Regions from separate parts of the Mustela erminea genome. Here region 2 is linked to region 1. A link is a contact called in public Hi-C data. All regions are on one chromosome and are shown on one strand. Each heading gives the region's core, a stretch centred on a gene start, on an enhancer-like site or on the middle of the called end of the contact. The rest is flanking DNA. Distances are from core to core; before and after follow the strand shown. Region 1 holds the start of HINT3 (histidine triad nucleotide-binding protein 3). Region 2 holds the start of NCOA7 (nuclear receptor coactivator 7).

Region 1 (5,670 bases), core at 1,158-3,657:
CCACAGACATACTCTTTATCTGTTTATGTCCACTATGTTTACTTTTGCCTCACACACACAGAGTAAGACACTGTCACCCTAAAACCAACTTTTATCCCTCTCTGAGAATTCATGGCCTAGTATTAGCTTAGTTTCAACTCTGCAGTGTACAGCACAAATACACTATACAGATGCTTACGGAGTAAGGAGTCTTCTCTAGCTTTTGCCAGAAAGATTTCCCGGACTAAACCCACATGACGCTGGTAACTCCAATTATTCCAAATCACATGTTCTCCTCTGGACTTAATTATAAGTCTACCCTACTTTATATAAACCCAATAGTTTCTAAATATTTACAATAAACATATATAAATGAATATAAGAATAGACTATATATATAATGCAAAATACACAAAGATTAGATTCTCTTTTTGAAAAGAAAAATCTTTGAGCTCTTATATATAAAATCATTTTAGATTCAATTTTAAGATCTGCAACTTTTTGAGGCATGTTGCACAAACGTGCATCTTGCTTATGTTCTGTATTATATGGACTACTGTATATGTTAATCCTATGCCACCTATGTAGGGTATAAATTAGTTAAAAGTATTTAATGTGTCTAATTTCTCCTATAAAAATGTTCCAGGCTTTTTACATAGTTTACTCTGAGAATGTTCTTCATAGAGAAAAAAATCCTGACCTTTGGCCTGGAAAAACGACGACAGAATTCTGGACCATCCCAACCCCTACGGGTGACCGTTTTTATTTTTAAAAATTAATTTACTCTTCCTAAGATAATTTATTTATTTGAAAGAGAGAGAGAGAGAGAAAGATCGATCATGAGCCTAGGGGAAGGGGAGGGAGGAAGGAGACTCCCAGCAGACCAAGAAGCCCAAGGCAAGACTCAATCCCAGAACCCTGGGATCAAGGTCCGAGCAAAAGGCAAACACTTAAGGACTGAGCCACCCAGGTGGCCCCCTCCATGACTATTTTTAGACAAAACTTTTTACATTATTAGTGGCTATTATTTACTAGTTTTCCTCAACATTGGTACTGGAGTGTGCATAATTTTTTATGTGGTGCAGTCCTGACTGTGGCTCAGTTCAGCAGAGGCCTGCTCTACAGACAGCTGATGTACTGACCCCTCTCCCTATCAACCGCTTCCCGTCTGCACTCCCTCCCCTAGTCAAGCACAGATTTCAAGGTCTATCACTTCAGTCGACTCTCTAGCCATAAATTCTTACCTTTGTCTCCAACACTAGGTGGTTAGAACAAATTCAACTCACTTTTAACAAATGAATTAATGATTACTAACAACAACAACAGCCAAAAAAACAGAATCTTTGGATCTGATCCTCTCCAAAGGCTGTTTCTTTAAAGGCAAGTAGAACCAGCAGATGAAAATGATTTCCAGATACCAGTTTTCAAGTACCTGCGCAAAATCTCAGTGCTCCGAAAATGTGCATACGTCCCAACGGACAACGCCTGTGCGAACTTTACCCTTCAGTGGAAATCTGGGGCTTATTAAGAAATAGTTTGACCTCGGCTCCACCCCCGACCCCTGCCTAACTTCTGTCAGTTCAGTGAAGCTTTTCCCTATTACCATCGTCTCCTTTCTACCAGTTCTTCCCCTCAGCCGCATTAGGAGAGTGTGCAGAACTGAAAAGCAGTGCCGAGAAGCGCAGGGGGTGGGGATGCGGCGGTGGGCGGAGGAGTCCCTCCAGTAACAACAAGCGACAAATGCTATTTTCTGCCAAATACCTCGTACCTGCAGACAGAAGCCCAAGGGTCTGGCTTTATCGCTACATTGTCCCCCCGCTGCCCACCCCCAAGGCACAGCAACAATAATGCTGGAGACAGACCCCACTCGCGAGAAGCAAATCCGTCACTACCACCAGGACACCCCGCCTGCCCCACTCCGGTCCACACCTGCGAGGTCTCCCTCCCGGGGCCCTGACACGACCCCACCGCGGTCCGCCACGGCGCGAGGCTGGTCCCTGCCCCGTCCCACGCCCGGTCCGCACGCAGCCCACCTCGCAGTACAGGAGCTCGGTGCCGGGTTCCTGCTTCGCCGCGATCCGGCAGAACACGCACTTGCTACTGTAGTCCTCCGCCTTCGATGACGTTGCGACAACCTCGGCAGTCTTCGGCGAAGACACCTTAGATTCTTCAGGCTTCACTGCCTCAAAACCAGCCTCGGATTCGACTCGACCGCGCCCCGACTCCTCAGCCATCCTAGCCGCCTCAAGGTGGACAAGAACCTTGAGTGCTCTCGCGCCGCTCGCCCTGGGCTGTCCGCCTCCTGCAACGCCTCACTTTTACCTGGAGGTGTCGCCCTCCACCTGCCGCTGGGAAGGGCAGGGATTTGAGCGCATGCGCAGATCAGTCTGACGGTAGAGTGAGGGCGACGACGCGACCCGCCTCACAGCCAGAGGCCAGGAAGGGGAAGCGCGAGTACGCACGTGGGCGCGACTGGAGGAGCTGGCGGGGGTTTACGGAAGTCGCTCCGCCCCCCTGCGTCTCCTTGGTAATGACGCACCACGTCCTTCGAGACGCAGGAGCGTGCACCGTCGCGGTGACGTCACCGGCGCGCCCTAGTGCCCGGCCAAGTGGAAGCTGGTGGGTGTGCTGGCGGTCTTTTTTCAAGCTGCAAGTTGGTATCTCCCAGGAGTGTATTGTGGTGTTAAAAAAAAAAAAGTTTTTTTTAAAAAATTCATAGGTTTTAATAGAGAATGAGCACAATTTCTTTTCAACATAGATTATGTTTGCTGTTTCGTGTGTACATTTTCAGCCACCACAGTTTTAGGTCCTAAGTTCAAAATACCCAAAACTGAATTTCGTATCTCTTTTCTTTGTTGTTGAAAGCATTAGCTAGTTCAAAATAGTGGCCTTTATCTCACATTCCTTAAACACAGGTAGATGCGGAGTCGTTAAGTTTATAGTCTACTATTGCACGAATTCGTTGCTCGAGCTTCATGCCTCAACCACTACAGTAACCGGTTTCCCTCCTTGACTCTCTTGTCACTCAAAAACCCGTACGTAACCATCGCGCCCAAAAGAAAAAGTCTCAGTTAACTTGGTATTGGAGGTGGACTCTGATTTGACCCAGCTTTTCATTTTATAATACTTGGTATTTGCTGAACACCTAAAGTGTGCCATGTATTTTCTCAACCAAACAAGATTGGTTTTACAATCCTCATTACAGAGATGAAGAAACAAACTAAGAAAAAGGTTTGTCTAACTCCAGAACCCACCAGCCTTTTTAAACACAGACTCTTTTTTCTTTTTTTAAGAGATTTTATTTATTGAGAGAGAGACAGTGAGAGCATGAGCGAGAAGGTCAGAGAGAGAAGCAGACTCCCCATGGAGCTGGGAGCCCGATGAGGGACTCAATTCCGGGACTCCAGGATCATGACCCAAGCCCAAGGCAGTCGTCCATCCAACTGAGCCACCCAGCTGTCCCAGAACTCTTTTTTTAACACTTAAAAATTTCTTAAACTAGCTCATTATAGTATCCTTGTTATTTGTTGACTTAGAAAATACCTAACAACAAAGTCTTATTGTTAATTCAGTCTTGTTTTTGAATGATTTCTATTGTATTAATTGAAAGCATTTATGTATTTTTTTAAAGATTTTATTTATTTATTTGACAGAGATCACAAGTAGGCAGAGAGGCAGGCAGAGAGAGAGAGGAGGAAGCAGGCTCCCCGCTGAGCAGAGAGCCCCATGTTCACCTTCCAAACCACTCCTCAACTGCTCTCTACTTCATGACATTTTTTTTAATTAACCAAACTGAAATAAGTACTTTCTCTTGTGAATTCACAGAGTAGTTTTTCAGTACTTCTCTTGTAAAACTTAATGCTTTGTATTCTATACTGTTTATGTGCATATATTTCTTACTAGAAATCATATTCCTTGATAAAGAATGGATGTCTTTGAACCTACTGTAGTGCCTCATACAGTGCTTTGCATGTAGGTAGATCCTCAACAGCTGTCTGATGAATAAAAGAATCATTAGGAATAAGGCTGCTGCATGCATGGGACTGTTCAGATCACACACTGTAGAAGAACACTATAAATAAGAATATGCTAATTTACATTGTAGATAAACATTACCATACATAAAGTCACAGGCAGGCCTAAGAATTCTGGAGCAGTGAAGAGCTAACTCCTACAAGAACCCACAATCAGTATGTGTAACCACATGCACACACTCTAGAGACCATTCATTCACCTACATATTGGTGCACATTTGCACAAGCTGTACCTGTCCTGACTACATTCCTAGTGACACCTGTGATTGGTCCCTCACTTGTCTGGCACTTTCAAAGACTTGCTTCCCATTCACCAACTTTGAATTTGATATCGTTGTCTATCATGGAAGTGGGAGAAGCAACACAAACTGTTTAAAACTTGTCTGAAGTAGTGGTGTGGGATCAAACAAAAGCCCGGGCAGTTGTGTGGCACACACAGGCACACACAGGCAGAACTGTTACCTATTGGTCCTCTGGTTAGCTCCTCTGGGAAACCGTCATTTGGGTCTTGTGACACAAACTACATTTTACTTGCAAAATGGAATATTTTCTGATTTCGCCAGGGTACCATATGGGCCAGTAGCAGCCCTGCTCCAGGCGTGCTCTGGAGTCAGACAATTCTACACCTTACCATCTGTGAAGATTTGAGCTAAAGTGTTTATCTTTCTGTGTCAAGGCTGTTTCTTCATCCATAAAATGAGGATAATAACAATGCTTACTGCACATATTATTTTGAGAACTGAAGCCTGGCAACCTGGCACAAAACTCTAGACAAATGTTAACAGTTATTTCCAATAGGTAGTGATGGCATGTAAAACAATGTAAGGGATCAGATGTTTTCCTTTAATTTAAATTCAGAAGCTTCAGTGCTCCAATCGAACACAGACTGAGTGAGGGTTTGTAAAGCCATTTCCTCTTCTCCTTCCTCCCCTCCCTTCCCCACTCATCTCTCGCCCTGACATACAGAAAGATACACATATTTGGTAAGATTCTTTTCTTCAGCTCTCTTGGTAATCTCGCATAGTTTGTGGCTTTGAGCACATATATGCCAATGACTCCCAAATTTAAATCTCTAGGATAGACCTCTTCCCTGAACTCCAAGCTGCCAATTCTACATGTATCTACCAGATATTATGACTGAAACTAGGCTATGGGGAGAGCTCTTTTTCCCCTCCCAAAACCTTCTACCATCTTACTTGAGGGAAAATTCTGTTCTGCCATCTACTGAGGACAGAAATTTTGAGATCATATTTGATGCTTCCCCTTAACTCTTCATATCCAATCCATCAGGAAATTTAAAGTACATCCAGAATCTGATCTCATCACCACTGTCAGCCTTGACTGAGCTACCATCACCTCTCATGTGAATTATTCAGTAACCTAACTAGTCTTCCTCCTTCAGCTTCTTCCCTGTCCCTTTCCCATGTAGTCTTAACACAGCAGCCAGAATGATCCTTTAAAAATATAAATCAGATCACATCTCTCCTCTGTTCAACATCCTCCAGTGGTTCTGTGTCTTACTGAGAGTAAAAGCCAAAGGACTTCGCTATTAGGACCCATAAGTCTTGACACTGTATACCACCTACCCACCTCCTTCCATTCTGACATCAGCGACCGCCACTTCCATGGCTTACTCTGCTCCAGCCACACCAAACTC
Region 2 (5,670 bases), core at 2,190-4,689, 170 kb after region 1:
ACTGATATGAACTGCTTTAATAAAATACCTAAATAGTGGAATATGATACAGTTATCAAAAGTAATGAGAAAACTTTTTATGTAAAGAATGTCCCTCTTTTAAAAGATATTAATTTTAAGAAGTTAGAAAAAGTATGTAGAGTATGTCCCTCTTTGTGTAAAAATAAAACAAAGAGATTAAAAAAGAAAAGATATATGCATAAAGACCTTAATTCTCTCTAAGCCAGTCTATAAACTACAGGGTGTGCCTGAACCGTCTTGGGACAGAAGGTAAAGTGCTCAAAAATATATCAAAAGAATACGGGAGCAAACTTAAAAGGACTCCTCTGACCAAATTTGGGACAATTTAATTATTAAGAAAAATGACAGTGCTGGATTATAACACACTGAATAAAAACAGAAAAAGAATATATGAGTCCAGTCTGATATTTCAAAATTAGAGAATAAAAAGAGAAAGGAGAGAAAGGGAAGTTATTTACAAGAGAAAAATAAAATGAAAACACCATTTTGCAATCACCACGGTAATAATTGATTCAAGCAAAGATTGTCAGTGGGTGAAAGTTTACTGAGGAACAGAAGATTCATATATTCTCAAAGCATGGTGGGCACCTTAACCAAATGCTTGAATTTACTATATGTTTCCTACCGCTGCTGTACAAAAATTAGCACAAACTCAATGGCTTAAAACAACACAAATGTATTATCCTACAATTCTATAATCCGGAAGTCTGGCATTGGGTCTTACTAGGATAAAATCTAGGTGTTCGGAGGGCTATTTTCTTTCTGGAGGCTCAAGGGAAGAATCTGCTTCCTTGCCTTTTTCAGCTTCCAGAGGCCACCTGAATCCCTCGACTCAAGGTCCTCTTCCCCTTCTTCAAAGCCAACAAAGGTAGGTTGAGTTTTCTTCAGACCACATCACTGGGACACTAACTCTCCTACCTCTCTCCTTCACTTATAAGGACGCTTGTGATGATTTTGGACCCCCTCAGAGAATCCAGGATAACTTTCCTATGTCTCAGAATCCTTAATTACATCTGCAAAGTTCCTATTGCCATGTAAAGTAACAGATTCATGTGTTCTAGAGATTAGGATGGGGACATCCCTGTGGGGGCTATTATTCTGCCTACAACATTGACCATGATAGACAATATGATACATCAGCATTATGCCATTCTGACGTCATGTACTGAGAAGGACACATAACTTAAGGTTCTTTTCTTTTCAAAAGAGATATTTATCTGAACTGATAAATTCAGTTCTGAAAGAACTGTCTTTCACGATTCAAAAAGATCAATATTGTTAAGAAAAATTGGGAATTGTTCCAGAATTATTCCGGAATAATGGTTTCAGAATCTTAAAAGTCTTAAGAAGTGTTATTTTGACAAGTGAAACATTAGTTTTTAACTGTATAATAAATAATAATATTGTATTACCTTTAAATTACCTAAATGTGATAATTGTATTCCTTGTCCTTAGGAAATACAGGATAAAGTATTTAAAAGTAAAGTATTACGATGTCTGCAACTAACCCCAAATGCTTCAGAAGAAAGATGAAGAGAAAGCAAATACAGCAAAAAATCAACAACTGGTGAATCTAGATCAGTACTGGAAAATAGAAATAAAATACAAGGCACATATATAATTTTAAATAGTCTAATAGATACCTTAAAAAGTGAAGAGAAAGTGAAATAAATTTTTATGATATTTTAGCCTGATATATTTCTTTTAAAAATTTTTTTATGTAGAGAGGGACAGAGAGAGAGCACCCACCTGAGCGGTGTGAGGGGCAAGAGGGAGAGGGAGAGAGAGAATCCCAAACTGACTCAACGCCAAGTGTGGGGCAGGACAAGGGGCTCAATCTCATCACCCCGAGATCATGAACTCTGAAATCAAGAGTCCCCCTCCCAACCGAACGAGCCACCCAGGTGCCCCAACCCGATATATTTCTAATTTAAAAACATAATCAAAGTAAACATTATTGAGCTATTTTACTTTTCTTTCCTTCTATACTAAGGCTTAAAAAACCAGTAGGCAAGGGTGCCTGGGTGGCTCAGTGGATTAAGCTGCTGCCTTTGGCTGGGGTCATGATCTCAGGGTCCTGGGATCCAGCCCCGCATCTGGCTCTCTCCTCAGCAGGGAGACTGCTTCCCTTCTCTCTCTCTGCCTGTGATCTCTGTCAAATAAATAAATAAATAATCATAAAACAAAACAAAACACCGAGTAGGCAGTCATCACCTATAGAACATTTAAGTTTGCGCTAGCTGCATTTCAATCCACAATAGTCACATGGGCTGGTCTTACTAAATTGGACAGCACAGGTTCAGATGAAGGGAATATGTGTGTTCATTGTCCTACACTTGCAATTTTCTGTAGGTTTGGAATTTTTCAAGATAAAAAGCTGGAAAAAAGAGAGATATTAGTTTGTGTATGCATAAACTGTTTCTAGGATACAGAAGAAACTTAACACTGGTTACCTCTGGGAAGAAGAAATTAGTGACTGGGGAAAAGAGACAGATGGTGGTGTTTATTGCACCTTTCTGTCCTTTTGAGCATATTGTGACTAAGCCTATTAAATCTTAACATTTTTCTAAAAAAATAATATTCACTTTGTCTTCGTGTTCAACACCAGACCCTTTTCTACTAAGCTCTGATAACGAGCAATTCAGAGGAAAGAGCTCCACCTACTGAACCTGATTTCCTAAGAATTCCTTGATAGAGGAAAGTGTGTGTCCTATTTAAAAAATAATTAAGTTTAGAAATTTGTTGTGATTTTTCTATCTTTATCAGCCCTTAAAAATCCGTTTAATCTTCCTGCTTGCCTATTATTATTATTATTAAAGATTTTATTTATTTATTTATTTATTTGACAGAGAGAGTGCAAGCAGGGGGAGCAGCAGGGAGAGGGAGAAGCAGGCTCCCCACTGACCAGGGAGCCTGACGCGGCGTTTGATCCCAGGACAAGGACATCATGACAAGCGGAGGACAGACGCTTAACGGACTGAGCCACCCAGCATCCCACCCCTTGCATATTATTAAACATTTTAGACAAATTTTATCAATAATCTAAACCATCTCAGGGTTGCCTGAAAACAAGAAACAATATTCAAACAGAGGCTCACCTAAATTCTACGATGGTGGATGCCAGCGGGAACTCATCGTGGGGCCAGAGGTGGTGAGCAAGTTCATGGTGAATTGCTTTCAGCTTTCCTTAAGCCTCCTTCCATCTTGCAGCGGAGCTGGGTCTCTGGGGTTACGTTTGGTCAACTGGAACGGTTGGCACTTCCAAGTGGAGTTACATCCTGTTGCCTTCGGCTCCTGTGTCATGAGGGTTTCCGAATCGAGGCTGGGCCGTAAGGCTGGTTGTTTCTTCTTGTTGTTGTTGTTGTTTTGTTTTGTTTTACTCCTCTGGTAATTGCATCATTTCCTGGCCGTGTCTCGCACAGAACGCTGAGCCGTGAAGCCGTTGCCCGGGTAATAACACTTCAAAAATACGGGGATGATGGAAACGCTGTGGGTCGGAAGGGTTTCCTCGGATCCGGGGGCCGATGCTCCCCGCAGTGCTCTAGGCACGGCTCCCCCAGCTCCCAGCTTCGTTAGCCTGTACTTAACTCAGTAAGTAATCATCACGACCGCCAGATAATCGCGTCCTGGAAGGCCGCGGGCCCTTCGTCCCCCGCAGTCCCCGAGCCCGCGCGGCCGGCCGCGGTGGGCCGTGTCACAGCCAGCTCCACCACGCGAAAGGCTCCCCGCGGGTGACAGTCTGCCTTCAGACTTAGCACCAGGTTTAGTGGGACTGAACGTCTGCGCGGGAGGGAAGGTCAGAAAGAGACAGAGGTGAGACTTAGAAAGAGCAGCTAGATGATTAAAAAAAATAACAAAGCAGGTGACAAGCTTCCCGCGGTACTCTAACATTTGTATTGGTATAGATATTTATGTTACATAATTAGCACGAATTGTGTAATTAGTCTTTTCTAGCAGGGCAGTCGGACTTGCAGGGTCCAGTTCCCTCCACCCCCGGGAGCCACCTGGGCGCTGGGCTGGGAGCGCGCGTAATTTGCTTCGGTTTAAGAGGCCGTGACCCAAAATGGGAACAGAGTGGGTGGGGCTTAGAGCAGAGAAGCTCTCTTTTGACTGGTCTGGTTGACGTAGAGATTTTTAAAGTGGCAAATACAATTCAAGAAGAGCTAGTGCTAACTTCCCTGGTGGTCTAGTGGTTAGGATTCGGCGCTCTCACCGCCGCGGCCCGGGTTCGATTCCCGGTCAGGGAAAGCTTGTTTTGCAAGTACTAGGAGTTCCTATTAGCAGTTTTGTTTTTTAAAAAATCATATTCATTTTATTCGATCATAAAAGTTGAATTGGTTTTAAAATGGTACTTAATCTAACATTTAACACACGCCTTCATTTCCGCCCAGATACAGCGGCAGGTTCCATCCCTGTTCCTCAACGCGTCCGCGGGGTTGTTGGCACAGAAGAGAATGTAAACACTGGGTTCCACCTGCTGGAGCACCTGCTGAGACGCTTTACCTAGATAGGGACTGGAGGGTTGGAAGGGAACAAAGTGAAAGGTGGAGGTCCTGTGAGACCTGACGGGGAGGCCTGGATAGAGAGGAAGGCGCGTGAAGAAGAAAGACAGTGAGGAGAGTGGTGAGTGGGGAAATGGGGGCACTCCCTGTTCCGGTGCATGTCTCCTTAACGAAACCAGAGTGCAAGAACGTTGTGGAAGGAGAAGCAAAGCACTGAAGATAGAGCAAGCACTCCAACCCGGGGCTGACCAGGTCCTCTGTACATAATTAAAATAAAAATGGACGGAAGTAGAGCGAGGGGAGACTTGCCCCCACCCAGCACATAAAGGGGCAAATAAAACTGCCCATCACAGTTGTGTAAAAAGTCAAAGGAGAACCTGTTTAAGGTTTTGAATATGGTCACTAATTTGGAAAGGGTGCTGACCGGGAGCGTGGTAAAGCAGGAAGCTGTGTTACAGTAAGATTTGGTTTGAAGAGGTCATCCAAGTGAATTTGTCCTATATGTATGGAGTGAAATTTTTGACTGATAATGATAGATTTGGAGGAGATCCTGCTTTGAAAAGTGAGAACTGAAGGCCCAAAAGTAGAAATGCTTCCTAAGAGATTGAGGGCCACATAAAGAGGCAAGGTTTGCAGGCTTGACTTCCACTGGAGGAGAACAAACTAAGAAAGCCTGAAGGAGATGAGTCAGTACAAGTCAGGGTTAAAGAAGCTAAAGAAGAGAGTCTAGAAATTGCAGTGTACCCACTAATAGGTATTGTAAAATATTTAAATATTTAAAAATAAAAGATGTTTTTCTTGCATGGTTAATTTTTTAAAATATTTTATTTATTTATTTGACAGAGAGAGAGAGACACACACACCGAGAGAGAGAACACAAGAACAGGGAGTGGGAGAGGGAGAAGCAGGCTTCTGGTAGAGCAGGGAGCCGGATATGGGGCTCAATGTGGGGATCGATGGGAGGTTCAATTCAGGGCCTCATGTGGGGCTCAATGGGAGCACCCTGGGATCATGACCAGAGCCGAAGGTAGACGCTTGACCACTGAGCCACCCAGGCTCCCTGCTTGGTTAATTTTTTAGTGTAGTTTTATTTCATTTAGTCTTGGTGTCACCAATACAATTTCTATTCTTAGTCAAATAAGTACACC

The links. Hi-C and Micro-C count contacts between places; a contact is called where the count stands out from the background.
Region 2: a Hi-C map of spleen shows a contact between it and region 1, with 5 times the contacts expected there. The contact joins the promoter of NCOA7 here to the promoter of HINT3 in region 1. A contact is called at or near these places in 3 of 3 Hi-C or Micro-C datasets (fibroblasts, skeletal muscle and spleen).

What each region holds. Positions count from the first base shown.
Region 1 is chr4:74,820,202-74,825,871 of mMusErm1.Pri, forward strand. HINT3 (histidine triad nucleotide-binding protein 3) reads right to left here and starts at 2,408. Exons shown (of 5, transcript XM_032339621.1): 1 at 2,013-2,408. The coding sequence starts at 2,213.
Region 2 is chr4:74,993,733-74,999,402 of mMusErm1.Pri, forward strand. It overlaps NCOA7 (nuclear receptor coactivator 7), which reads right to left and starts at 3,440. Exons shown (of 16, transcript XM_032339624.1): 1 at 3,119-3,440. TRNAE-CUC (a tRNA gene) reads left to right here and starts at 4,196; the gene lies at 4,196-4,267. It overlaps LOC116588493 (a long non-coding RNA gene), which reads left to right and starts at 3,438. Exons shown (of 3, transcript XR_004284971.1): 1 at 3,438-3,611; 2 at 4,412-4,643.